Linked DNA regions of Mus musculus: region 2 is linked to region 1. A link is a contact called in public promoter capture Hi-C data. All regions are on one chromosome and are shown on one strand. The core of a region is the stretch at or near the end of the contact, and the rest is flanking DNA. Distances in the headings are between cores, read along the strand shown. Region 1 holds the start of 4930545H06Rik (RIKEN cDNA 4930545H06 gene). Region 2 holds the start of A930033H14Rik (RIKEN cDNA A930033H14 gene).

The links. Promoter capture Hi-C pulls out the DNA fragments that hold promoters and counts their contacts.
Region 2: a promoter capture Hi-C map of hippocampal neurons shows a contact between it and region 1, with 4 times the contacts expected there. The contact joins the promoter of A930033H14Rik here to the promoter of 4930545H06Rik in region 1. A contact is called at or near these places in 3 of 39 promoter capture datasets (cranial neural crest, hippocampal neurons and liver), 4 of 115 datasets of contacts at active chromatin or transcription factors (acute myeloid leukemia, astrocytes, embryonic stem cells and 1 more) and 1 of 9 other capture datasets (embryonic stem cells).

Annotation. Positions count from the first base shown.
Region 1 is chr10:68,319,589-68,322,397 of GRCm38.p6, forward strand. 4930545H06Rik (RIKEN cDNA 4930545H06 gene) reads right to left here and starts at 1,554. Exons shown (of 3, transcript NR_045357.1): 1 at 1,470-1,554; 2 at 609-1,113.
Region 2 is chr10:69,211,769-69,214,595 of GRCm38.p6, forward strand. It overlaps A930033H14Rik (RIKEN cDNA A930033H14 gene), which reads right to left and starts at 1,330. Exons shown (of 2, transcript NM_001331193.1): 1 at 985-1,330; 2 at 1-616. The coding sequence starts at 1,237. The coding sequence ends at 558. It overlaps Rhobtb1 (Rho-related BTB domain containing 1), which reads left to right and starts at 1,426. Exons shown (of 11, transcript NM_001252637.1): 1 at 1,426-1,607.

The DNA of each region.
Region 1 (2,809 bases), core at 304-2,803:
CCTGAACCTTGTGTGTTTATCTGAAAGTGCACAGGGAGCAAGCGGCTGCTTCATTTCTATTTAAAGTGCCTCTCTCTTCCACATGGGTTTTGGTGCCAACAGGGAGCCTTCCTGTGGTGCCCGGGGACCCTGCTGTCCTCCTTGTCTGTCTTCTGCCTTGATCTGCAGCGTCCTCCCTGGCTTGATGAGTGTGCCCTGGCTCAGTTTCCCCGCTTTGGTCCAAATTCACAGGGAAGTGGGAAATGGTTTCCTGATCAAAGCTGAACTTGATCTCTATCAAAGAAGCTTTACCAGCCTGGAAATCTGAGCCACTTGAAAATGTAGTTTAGATCCAAGAGGGAAACTACTCAACTGTCCCTGCAGGGCCAGGTTGAAAGAAGAAAGGGGCAGGTCCCCAAATAGGAACTGCCTTTAATGTGATTTCCCCAGAACAGTGTGTTTGACCCGAGCCTCTGTCTTTGTGCTTCATTTCCATTGGCTGTGGCCCGTCTTGTTACAGTAAAGGTTAGGGTGGGAGAGGCCAGAAAGAGAACCCGTTCTCTTCCTCATACTCACAGGGCCGAACATTTCAAATGAAGAAACCATGGGAATGGCTTATAATGGCTTACCTTGTACAGAAGTAAGAAGCCTGATCCCAGGTTGGTAGTCACTCAGGAGCTGGAGACGTGGCTCAGAGGTTGAGAGCACTGCCTGCTCCTCCCCAGGATCCAGGTTCAGTTCCTAGCACCCACATGGCGGGTCACAGTCTTCTATAATGCCAGGGGATCCGACACCCCTCTTCTGGCCTCTGCAGGCACTGCATGCATGTGGCACATGAACACACACGCAGGGGAAACATTCATACACATAAAATAAAGTTTAAAAAAGAAAACAACTTGGGCAAGAGATTTATATCTTTAAACCTCAGTTTCCCCAGACTTTCTATAGGATTAAGGGCAGTTGGTGGTCCTTGTTGATTCACAAATGTCTGTTCTTGACTCCATCCACCGGGTACCTTCTTTACAAAGTACCATTTCTTCCCGAAAAGTCTGGAGCAGGGATGGTTGTAGATTTAACACTGTCCACTTATTTACTTTTCACCGAAGTAGAAGGCTGGCCAGAAGGACTTTAGACCTACAAGTCAGATTTTTGAGCTAAGTCAGTTGGTAGACTGGTTGTCCAGCATGTAAAAAGCCTTAGATTTGATCCATTATCAGATAAACTGGGTGTGCTGGTACATGTCTATAATCCTGCATTCTGGAGGTGGAGGCCATTTTGGGCTTCATAACATGTTTGAGGGCATCCCGGACGACATAACTCCCATGAAACAACAAACCCAAGGACAGCTTAAGGAGTTGAAATGTACAAGTACCTGCTATACGGGAGACAGTTACTCCATCTCATATACTATAGTTCTTGAAGAGGACGAAAGAAAATGTAGGTAGGTGATGTAGACTACTATTCTTATTCTTAGATGGGGGACATCATACCTTCTCTGGCTTAACTGATAAACTGGGGTGACCCAGGCAGAGACACTCAGCTCCACAAATTCAAGTCTTCTCCTCTGTCACAGGTGACCTGTGTGGCAGATTGTGATGCGGGGAGGTGTTGGAGGGGTGGGGGAGGGGACAGCATCAAGACATCTGGTGCTGGTGAATGCCTCGAGATTCCCTCTGTGTTAGTCACGTTGGTTAATTTACACATTGCTGGGGTAAAACAGCTGACAAGCACAACTGAAGAAAAGAAGGATTTATGTCATCACAGTTTGAGGTTACAGTGCAGTTTGGGGATGGGGTGGGGGTGGGGTGTGACCTTGAGGTGGGTACCCATGAGTTTTGCTATCAGGAAGCTAAGGGAGATGAACTCTGGTGTGGAGCCTTTTCATTCAGTTCAGGGCCCCAGCCTGTAGAATGCTCCCATCCATATTTAAGGAGGGTCTTCCCATCCCAGTGAACCCAACTTAGACATTCTGCCACAGACACACCCAGAGACCTATCTCCTAAGTGGTTATAGATCCTGTCAAGTTGACAGTGTTAACTATCATGGTACACCGTGAGTCTGATCCCCTCAGCTGTGTGGAACCAAGGCTGGATTCAAACTGGCCTGGCTTGAGCCCATAGCAAGAGATTTCAGCTTCTTCATGGCATCCCATGGAAGCTATGTTAAGAATAATGCCCAGGTCCCATGAGGCCTAGGGTACAAATCTGGTGAATTCTTTTCCATTGTTTTCTCCATCTTGCTACAATGTAGATGGTAACCACAGGGCCACTAGAGACCTGTGGGATTGGGAGGGACTTTGTGACCATAACTGCTCTGTTGATTAGGCATCAGAAATTTGTTATTCCTGGTTATGCTAGCTTTCTTTGCTCAAGCATGGGAGTGGTTTGTTAAATGGTCCGAAGCCTGTTCCTTTTATGGTACAAACATAATCAAGGTAACAATTACAGTCCATGGCAAGACTCGGTGAGAACATGGTGGTAAAAGAGCAGGCTTGAGGGATGTTAGCTCTCAGGAAGCCTAGGCAGTGTTGCAGTGTTGCAGTGTTTTAAAATCTTTCAAGCATTTCCAACTTTAATGAATGAGAAGGTATTGCCAAGGCTATCTATCTATCTATCTATCTATCTATCTATCTATCTATCTATCTATCTATCATATGTAGATCTTCTATTATTACCTATCCATCTCTCTATCAATCTATCAATCATCTATCTATCATCTATCATATGTAGATCTTCTATTATTACCTATCCATCTCATCTATCTATCAATCTATCAATCTATCAGTCTATCTATCAATCATCTATCTATCTACCTATCTGCTATCTATCAT
Region 2 (2,827 bases), core at 80-2,579, 890 kb after region 1:
GAAACCAGAGATCCTGGGGAGGAAGAGAAGTCCATCTAAGAAAACCAAATGTGGTTTCCTGAAAAGGAGGGACGGAGGCGTTACTGTGAGAGAGGGTTTTGTTTGCTATTCATTTTTTTAAGGGAAGTTGAAGGATAGCCCTAAGTAACCGTCCTCACAGTAAAATACGGCTATCTATCTTTCCCACCCTTTCGAGATGCTGGCAAGGCCTTAGCTAAGAACTGATGGAGGCCAAGGATGTAGCGTGGCCATTTTTTGTGTGCTCCATGTCAGCCTTTAGAAGGGTTTTATAAACGTAGCACATCCCTAGTTGAAGGCATTCACATCCTAATCCGCCAGCTGTCTCGTCTCGTTGCAGGACTAGAGTGAGCGGATTACACAGCCCAGTCTAACAGGCAGTTGAGAAGGCGGACTGAAAGTTCCCTGCGGACAGGAGCCAAGTTAGTTGCAGTTCCCTGTCACCTCCTTAGAGCATCGCGTGATGCCAGACACCCCTAGGCACCTAGGCAGTTCTTCTGCGGATCCGTGAAAAGTAACCAGAACTCTGCCCCCAGAACTCACAATCGGCTTGAAAGTCCACAGTGTCCCCGAAACTGGTTTTCCCTTCCAAGATTTCCTGCAGACCCAGAAGAGGCCGAAATCAGTTTCAGCTCCCCCCCCCCGCCCCCCAGCCTCTCTAAAACAGCTGATTTCGGGGTGGGAGGTGGGGGTGGGGAGGACCGGGTGGGGGGAAAAGCTGGGCGTCCCCCCCCCCCGCCCCCTGCCGGGACCCCTTGAGCCCGGTGCAGGGGAAGGTGACCAGGAGGGGGAGAGCCAGCCCGCACGTGCAGCGCCCAGGGGAGGAGGCTGGGCCAGCGCAGCGCTTAGTCAGCAGCTGGGCTCGGTTTTGAAACAAAAGCCAATGTCCTCCCTCGGAGTCCGCGGCCGGTCAGTTCCTAGGGGGAAGAAAGCTATGCTGCCCAGCCGGTTAGTGGCCCAACTTACTTTTCCTGAGCCCAGGACTGAGGGCCAGCGGATGTTCGGGAGTGGGTGGGATGCTGCGGGGAGGGGGCGCGGGGACAGCTCGCACACACCCTGCCCTGCTCTGATCTCCGCTTGGCTTAAGGCCGGGTCCCCGGGGTAGCGGGACGCACGCTGATCCCGGCCCTGGAGCCCAGGCCCCTCCGGTGTGCGTGCAGCCGCAGCACCTTCGCCACCTCGCGTCCCACAGCTCAGACACACCAGGCCCTGGTTTCATGAATGAAATCCAATCGTGTGGTTATAAATAGCCGCCAAGGCTGCTCACGTCACGGTGGAGAGAGAGAGAGCGATCGGAGGCCGCCACCGCTTTGCTCGCTCCGTGCCCGGGCGCAGGGTTCCGCCCGGTGCCCCGCCTGGCCAGGAAAGGGGGCGGGAGGAGGGCAGGGCTGGCGGCGACAGCGACCTGGGGACGAGTCCCGTGGCCTGCGCCGGGACGCGGACGCGGCCGGGTGCGGCTGGGCCATGCTGCCTTTGTGCCACGCCGGGCGGGTGGCGCGCGGTGCGCAGGGTCCCGGCGTCCCCGCGAGCGCGCGCGGCGGGGGCCGCTGCTGAGCGGCGGAGGGAGCCAGGTCTCGCTCGGCTGCAGGGTAGGTGGCTGTGTCGTGCTGAGTGTCCCAGTGAGCAGCGGAGCACCCTCACCAGCTCCCGATTGCCTCGCGGGTGGCAGGTGGGGACCCCGGCCCATGTTCCCACCCTCCCCCAGCAACGTTTGCGAGAGTGAGCTGAAGGGATGCGGGGGGACAGTCCCCTCCCAGAGGAGTGAGCTGAAGAGATGTGGAAGAGCACCCGCCCCGGCCGCACCCCTAACTTGTAGCGGCAGACAACACGTACAACAGGCACCTTAGCAGTCCGGTTGCACCAGGGCCGGGTGCTGCCGCGCCCCCGGGGAAAGGCGCCTTTTCCTCGAAGGACTCTGGTGGGGAACTTGGGACGCGAGAAGCAGGGTGCTCTGAGCCCTTGGGTGTTTGCCCTGCCCCAAGCAGTGTCTTTGGATGCACGATGACGCCCCTCTCCCTCCCCTCCCCCCTAGCCCTGTGTCTAGGGAGTCTGTTGTGAGTTGCTGTGCCAACAATACACGCTGCCTTGTGAGGGGCTTGCACACACCTCAACTTAAGTGTTCAGCTAGGTTCACAGCCAGGGGGTAGGGGGAGAGACACAGAAGAGATCCACACTCACACCCACCCCCAAAAAAGTGGAAGGAAGGCAAGACTGTGTAAAAAATGTATATATAACATTTGATTCCACTGTTGGCCGTGGGGTTTCCATCCCATATCAAACTACTCAACGGAGGAGCAAAGTCAATATTTAGACTCAGACAAGCCAGAAAAGTTAGGAGGGAGAGCCAAGCACAGGGTTCTGAGTTGGCTTTGCACGTCAGCACAAGAGCTGCGCCTTTGGGACTGCCTGTACACATATGCTGGGGCATTGGGGGTGGAGGCATGCATTAAGCTTGATAAGTTACAGAAAGCTGGGAAACGCTAGATAGTAGCAAGCAGAGGAGACATCCTGACTGAATCTCCCTGGTCTGTGCTTTTGGGGAAACTACTGAATACTCAGCCTGGGGTTTCAGCATGAGGTTCTCTGTAGGTTGTGCTACCTGCCATAAAAACATACAAGAGACTCCAAACCATGCCATGCTTCCAGAGGCATTCAGCTTGGCCAAGGGCAGATAATAAGCCACCAACAGGCTCATAAGTTCACTTTTAAACACTCTTTTGAGACTCAGTGTATTATTTCATCTTCAGTGATCTTTGGGACGCCTATGAGAACCAGTGGTTCCCATTAGACAAACTCAATCTTTGGACTG